Linked DNA regions of Mus musculus: region 1 is linked to region 2. Evidence: chromatin contacts called from public Hi-C data. All regions are on one chromosome and are shown on one strand. Each heading gives the region's core, a stretch centred on a gene start, on an enhancer-like site or on the middle of the called end of the contact. The rest is flanking DNA. Distances are from core to core; before and after follow the strand shown.

The links. Hi-C and Micro-C count contacts between places; a contact is called where the count stands out from the background.
Region 1: a contact with region 2 is called in a Hi-C map of liver, with 2.6 times the contacts expected there. The contact joins two enhancer-like sites. A contact is called at or near these places in 6 of 484 Hi-C or Micro-C datasets (liver, nephron progenitors and ventricular fibroblasts) and 3 of 115 datasets of contacts at active chromatin or transcription factors (bone marrow-derived dendritic cells, bone marrow-derived macrophages and hepatocytes).

What each region holds. Positions count from the first base shown.
Region 1 is chr3:79,377,737-79,381,543 of GRCm38.p6, forward strand. The region is part of intron 1 of Gm17359 (predicted gene, 17359); the gene reads left to right. Among named protein-coding and RNA genes, the nearest start is that of Gm17359, 34 kb to the left of the region's middle. Within about 2 kb of position 1,870, at least 9 of the 459 cell types and tissues checked have an H3K27ac peak or open chromatin away from gene starts, as enhancers often do. A contact at or near this core is called in hepatocytes and liver, where this site is marked.
Region 2 is chr3:79,240,925-79,244,531 of GRCm38.p6, forward strand. The region is part of intron 1 of 4921511C10Rik (RIKEN cDNA 4921511C10 gene); the gene reads left to right. It also overlaps a transcript of Rapgef2 not described here. Among named protein-coding and RNA genes, the nearest start is that of 4921511C10Rik, 30 kb to the left of the region's middle. Within about 2 kb of position 2,222, at least 80 of the 459 cell types and tissues checked have an H3K27ac peak or open chromatin away from gene starts, as enhancers often do. A contact at or near this core is called in hepatocytes and liver, where this site is marked.

The sequences.
Region 1 (3,807 bases), core at 620-3,119, 140 kb after region 2:
ATTAACCTACTGTGGTTTGTTTCTGCTGGGGGCCCTATAGATGGATTTGTTTTTCTCTTCAGTCTAAAGGTTTCTTCAACTATTCCCTGTAGAATTGGTTTAGTGGTCATAAAACCCTTTAATTCATTTCATCATTTTAAAAAAGTTTTATTTTTCCTTCAATTTTGACAGATTACTGGGTAGAGAAGTTCTGGGCTTGCAGTTATTTTTCAAGGGCCCTCCTAGATTTTAAACTTTTAGTTGACAAATCTGCTGTTATTCTGATGGATCCACTTTTGCAAGTGACTTGGTGTTTCTAGCCTGCTGCTTTCAGTACGCTTTCTTTGTTTAAAATTATTCCAGGGTCTGGGGACACAGCTCCGTGGCAGAGCCCTTACCTAAAACACATAAGACCAGGGATTCTGCCTCCAGCTCTGAAACAGTTCGGGAGCTTAGGGTATTAGGAATAAGCTCTTTATGTTCCCTGAATGGGATGTCTGTTGAGAGAGCAACCACTAGTGCTTGATAGTGTCACTATGCAAATGTCAGACTAGCCCATGAATGACAGTGGCCCTTTTGACTTCAATAACTGTTGGAGGATAAACAACCACAGACCGTAAGGCATTGGCTCAGATTTTAGTTAATGATTGAGGATAGGAGGGAAACAAGGTGGAAGAGGATAAAGATTAAGTATTAGATCAACACTGAACTTGTTTTAAAAGGTGGATAAAATATCTAGGAGGGGAAAAAGTTGGAATGATGTTAGGGTACGAAGATTTTAGAGATTAATAAATCTATGGAAGCTTATGGTTAAGTTAAAAGGAAAAGGGACTAACGATGGGAGAGAGAAGCAAAGCTTTAAGAATAAGGGGAGAGTGTATGAGATGCTACCGAACAGTGCAGGGAAGTGCTTTATGGTGGCCATACAAGTTTACATCCTCAGCAGCAGCCGCTCCAGCATCTGTGGTTATCTGTGGTTTCCTTACTCAGCCATTCTGACTGGGATGAGATGGAATCTAGAAGCTGTTTTCATCTGTGCTGCCCTGAAGGCTAAGAACATTAAACACCTTTCAAATATTATTGCTCGTTTGTGTTTTTTTTTGACAACTGTTCATTCTGTTTATTAGTCCATTTATTGATTGGATTTTCTTTCTTTCTATTGGATTTAGCTTTTGCAGTTCTAGAAAGCAATACACACACACGGGTGTCTAAGGTGTAGTTAGCAAAGATGTTCATTGTTGTTTCTGATTTCTATGGCTGTTTCTTCACTCTGGTAATTATTTCCTTTGTTATGTGGAAGCATCTTAATTTCATGTAATCTTGTTTGTTAATTCTTGTGCTATTGGAGACCTTTTCAGGTTTACATTAACGTCTTTAATCCACTTTGAATTGATTTTTGTGCAGGGAGAGAGACAAACGTAATTTCATTCTACAAGTAGATCAAGTAGATGCAGCTGAGAGTACTTTTTTTTTTTAAATCTGTTTCTGTCTCTGTGCGTATGTGTGTGTGAGTGTGCATATGTGTGTGTGCATATGGGTAAGTGCTGGTTATGGTTGTCACTGTGCACATACAGAAGTCAGAGGAGAACTTCAGGTGTCCACCTGGTTGGAGACAGGCTCTCTTGTTTGACACTGTGCATCCAGGCTAGCTGGCCCAAGATCATCCGGGGATTATCTTGTCTCTGCCTGTCATCTCGCCACTAGAGTGCTGTGCTTACAGACACAGGAACTACGTCTGGCTTTATGTGTCTCTGGGAGATCTGAACTTAAATGCTTGCATCTGCGTGAGTGCGTACTCACTGAGCAGTCTCCCCAGTCCTGGAACACACTTTCTAGTCTCGTCTCACTCGGTCCAGCTATGACCTCACCTGTGCTCCCCGGACTGAATTGTGGGATGTGGGAGCTGGTGGTGCTTCCTTCAGCCCTCGAGCTGACGCAGCCACACAACCACACAGCTCACAGGTGGACTCACAAGTAGGTGAATTCACAGCGTGAAACTCAGCGAGCGCTCTGAGCTAAGCAAGATGTCTTCTGAAAGCATTCCTTCTATCATTAACATTTTGGTATGTTTAAGAAACCATGTGAGAAAGATGTTTGATAAACAAAGCGCCTCAGGGAAAATTGCAAAACAAATTTTCTAACACTGGTTTTTGGTACAGTATGAATCTCAGAATCCAATTAATTAAAAAACATACTAAAGTCTCTAAATTGAGCTACTCTTAAGTTCCCATTTCTACATGCACCAAAGCGTAGGGATCTATATTCCAAATTCTTGGTTCCTCTTTGGCATTCCTAGGATTATTTACGGTCACTGTGGTGTCCTCTGTGTTCTAGCAGAGAGCCACACTGGAGAAATCGCAACTGGCAGTCAATGTTTAACTGGTACTCCACCTGGACATTCCATTCTGTTTCAAGCTTTGTTCTTCAATAATTGATTAGAGGAGACACGAAGGAGGTAGCTTTGTCTTGTCCAGTGGTGTTTTCAGTGATTTTATGCAGAAAGACAAGAAATGCTGTTAGGGTTACAGAAACACAAACCCAGGAAAAAGAGAAAGTGGGGGGCAAGATGACAAATTGTAAAAGAATGTTATTGTTTGGGGGAACCAAACAAACAGGGTTATGATGCAAGAAGAGTAAGTATGAACTTTGCACATGGAGCTAGTTATCAATCCAAGTGGAAAGGTAGGTAAGGATGATGTCATTGGTGTGGAGACAGTGGATGACTGTAAACTCGAGATCTGCACAGAAAGTGACATGCTCGTGACAAAGCTGAAAATGATGGCAGTCTGGGCTTGCCAAGAGACTGTCTTTGATTGGACCCAATTTATTTAATGTGGTGTGTGTGTGTGTGTGTGTGTGTGTGTGTGTGTGTGTGTGGTGTCAGATGTCAGAGGACAACTTGGAGTCAGTTCTTCCCTTCTACCATGCAGATTCTGGGGCCTGAAGACACTGCACCCTGTGCTATCTCCCTGGCCCTGCATGATTATACTTCAGCCCACAGGGTGGACCAAGCATGACAGAACATATCTGTAACCCTAGTGCTTGGGATGCTGAGGCAGAAGAATAACAGTTTAAAGATGTCCTAGACTATATAGCTGACCCTGGGTCATTAAATAAAAAAGGGAATGACAACATTGTACGAAGCCTGAGAATCATATTATATGTATCCTGTGGGCCTTCCAATACATGAAAAGCAAGGGTGGGGTGTGAGGGAAGAGAGAGGGGAATGAAAGAGACAGAGACACAGAGAAACAGAATCAGAGAGGGGAGGAGAGGGGGAGAAAAAGAGACAGGAGGAGAAAAGAGATCGGGAAACAGGAGGAGTTCTCACTAGAATTCAAGCCAGATTGTGACTGTGTAGGAAGGCAGATCTTACTTAACCCATTGCATTGAAGAAAATGGAATGTTCCCCAAACAGAAAACGTTGCTGTTATTGAAAATTATTTTGTAATTGGATGAGTATATGCCAGAGCAAGACCCCTACCAGGATACAAGGTCATACATACCTTCTGACCTCTACAGCTTCCACCAGGCTCGCTCAGCATGCTGCAAAAAAGTCTATTTCTCTGCCAATAGTTCTGTAGTATAACTGAAGTTAGCGCTGCATTGATGTAATTTCTAAACAAACAAACAAACAAACAAACAATCCAAGGAGATTCATAAGGCCGTCAGAACAGCAGGCATCTGTCTGTTTTAACCCAGGAATTTTGCCCATGGTCTTGACTCTAGAAGTTAAAAAACAATCATAATTAGTAGCTCCTAATTCCCCCTTCCCAGAACTTCTCATAGCAAATAAATCACGGGAACACTGGTCGGAAGATTTCCTGT
Region 2 (3,607 bases), core at 972-3,471:
CAAGAATCTGGAAGAGTCAAATAAAGTGAGCAGCAGTGAGGCCAGCCCCCATGTCATATTCAAATGCCTCCCCAGGCAACGGAGCACTGAAGCCATCAGCCTCCTGTGTCACAGTTCTTCCGCCCTCCTTTACTAAACCACTCATCTTCAGCCCAGGGATAAATGCCACCTGTTTGAAAAGAGGCCTTTTTGATCCTTTTTTTTATCTTTTTGGTTGGTTTGGTTTGGGTTGGTTGGTTGGTTGGTTTTTTGAGGCAGGGTTTCTCGGTGTAGCCCTGGCTGTCCTGGAACTCACTCTGTAGACCAGGCTGGCCTTGAACTCAGAAATCCACCTGCCTCTGCCTCCCAAGTGCTGGGTTTAAAGGCGTGCACCACCACTGCCTGGCCACCTTTTCAATCTTTGAGAAGGGGTCTTATAAGTAGATTCTTTCAAGGCTCTATTTTGCAGATATAAATATGTGACTTCAGACATTAATTTGGCCCAAACCACACAGGTGATAGGTGGATATCATCTAACATTCTCAAACTGTATCTTTCCAACATACAAATATCCAGAATAAAATTTCTTCCTTTCCTTCCAGACTCTGTTAATTCAAGATCCTCTATGTTATGAACAATCTCTATGTTTCCAATTAGATCTTACACATCGGGTCCTATCCAGCACAAAAATGTAACTGCCTCTTTAAGCCACTCATCAACTCTATCTAATAGTTCATGGATACCCAGGTATGTCTGGCCATTGAAGACTGTTTTGTTTTGTTTTGTTTTGTTTTGTTTTGTTTGGGGGGGGGCGGTGGCAAGAAGGTTGTTGTTGTTGTTGTTGTTGTTGTTGAATTCTGTGTAACCTTTTTTGCCAAGCCCAACTTCCAGGCTTAGAATGCTTTCTGCCTATGGCAACTCTTTCTTATACATTATTGTATTTCTAATAAACACGAGCCCACAGGTACTTGGCATCTCACTGGTTGTCTGACCTGGAAGCAAGCGCTGTTGGTTGGCCTGCCTCTGCTTTCTGATTCTCCGGGATATTAACAGGACATAAAAGTTCATACTGCTTGGCTTTTTTGAGTTTGACACTACCAGGTGCCATAACTAACTTGGTGATAACAGATGCATTCAGGTTCAAATCTTGAGAGAGCAAGGAAGGAGAAATTATGAACGAAATCTAATCAGCTTGATAACTTAAACTTTCAGCTTCCTGGGGGGGGTGGGGGGGGGGATCCTGATATTTTATCTGTGAGTACTTTTCTCAATTTCTAGAGCAATATTACAAAAGTGTTATTTCCAAAACTGGTCTTACACCCTCTATACCTTGCAACCATAAAAAGAAAAGAACATATATTGCTTTTCAAAAATGGCACGGTGCTTCAGGAATGAGTGTCCTGTGAGACACAGGGTGCGTTTACTAATCAGCTGTGGCCCCGGCCTGCCAGCCTGCACCCGGTCGTCGTGGTTTCAGTCCCTGAAAAGTAGAACGTTCCTGCCTCATGCAGGATCACACATGTGGGTTCCAGGAACTTCTGACATCAATAAAGAATTGACTCGGGTAGGAAAACATCAAAATAAATAATGCCCAGTCATGCCCCACCAGAGTCACAGATAGCACCGCCTATTTCCCTACCTGGCACTTCTTACAAAGCAGCTCAGCCCTTTCCATTAACTCTGCTTAAGGCAAGGCCACACAGAAGAAATGTCAAAACACTCATTTTTCTTAATTTCCTAGAGTCTAGGCAGCTCTAAAGTCCCAGTGGTTCTCAACCTCCCTAATGCTGAGACAGTCCCTCTAACACAGTCCCTCTAACACAGTCCCTCTAACACAGTCCCTCTAACACAGTCCCTCTAACACAGTCCCTCTAACACAGTCCCTCTAACACAGTCCCTCTAACACAGTCCCTCTAACAAACACAGTCCCTCTAACACAGTCCCTCTAACAAACACAGTCCCTCTAACAAACACAGTCCCTCTAACACAGTCCCTCTAACACAGTCCCTCTAACACAGTCCCTCTAACACAGTCCCTCTAACACAGTCCCTCTAACACAGTCCCTCTAACACAGTCCCTCTAACACAGTCCCTCTAACACAGTCCCTCTAACACAGTCCCTCTAACACAGTCCCTCTAACACAGTCCCTCAAAGGTGTTTTGCTGCCACTTCACAACTGTGATTTGCTACTGTTACAAAACACAATGTAAATATCAACCCTCAAGGGGGTCATGACCCACGGGTTGAGAACTGCTGTCCTACGCTTGTCAAAACAAGGGAAAGCAAATAAAGAAATGGGTAAGCGTTCGACTGTGGATCAAGACACAAAAGTAAAACTACTGGATAGAACTTTCACCCGTCACGCCGTCAGCAGTTCTTGGGTTTCTTGTGCAGAAGGAAAATGAGAGCTTGAGACATGGGTTCATTTTATTTACCATGTAGCTAGACATGGGGCTTGACGCTCTTTCCAGAGCTTTATGGACTTGAAAGAAACCTCTGTGATCTCAGAAAAGTACCGAGCTACAACTCCTTGGCAGGAGAACAGCAGCTTCCAGAAGCCTCTGAGCAGCGCGTGCTGTTTTCTTTTCATTCCTGTAACCAACACTAAGCAGCACCAGGATTTGGCCCTTGAACCTTCTTCACACTGTACTGTCATTGCTGTGGGTTTCCTCCTCTAGTTAGGACATGTTAGTGACCAGTGCAGAAGGAAACCTCCCAAGTCTTCTCTCTGACCTTTTGTCTGCATGCTAGGTCTCAGAATAACCATGCCGTTGAGTAGGAGAAGGAAGCCACTAAGAGAATATGACTTAAGATAATGTCTGTTTTGTAGACCTGGAGAGATGACTCTTATACGGCTGAGCTCATAGCCAAAAGATCAAGACAATGTCTGGTTTTATATAGCATCTCTTTGTAAGAACCTCTGTTGTTATTTGGAGTAGCACATTATTTGGAGTAGCACATGCCTAAGATATAATTTATTAATTTCCCTGAGGTGAGAATAGCCGTATACACAAAGTATCACATATACCTCAGAGCGTACTAGATGAATTAAAAGAAGTTTATACTGGGCTTCAAATGCTAAGTTTCTCGGCTTCTTCTCACCTATGTATGATTCCAAACAAGCCTCACAGACTCACTATAGACTAAAGTCATTCCTATACTCAGTGTGAGAATCCTAGTAGTTATACCTATTAAAAGCCTTCTGTGTTCATTTCTGGGGTCTGCATTATGGAAGTTATAGGTGTTCTTATAGAATTTAGAAAAATAAATAAATATCCACTATTGCTTCACCTGAACACCAGTGCTTTAAAAACACAAGCTACTGAGAAGGAGTTTATACGGGGGCTTCAAGATAGCTCAGTCTATAAAGTGTCTGCTGCTCACGCAGGAAGACCTGAGTTCAGCTCCCAGGACCTACATTTTAAAAAAGGGCAGGCAAATACGCCTTGGTGGAAGGACCTAGGGATCTGGAGCAGGAACTGGGTTGGAAGCTCCCTCCCTAGTGGCTGGCTCTCCCAGCCCTGGAAGGTGCTATGCAGGCTTCCTCCCTTAGTGGCTAACTCTCCCAGCCCTGGAAGGTGCTATGCAGGCTGCGGGGGAGGAAAGTCGGCAACAGTATTACTTGGAC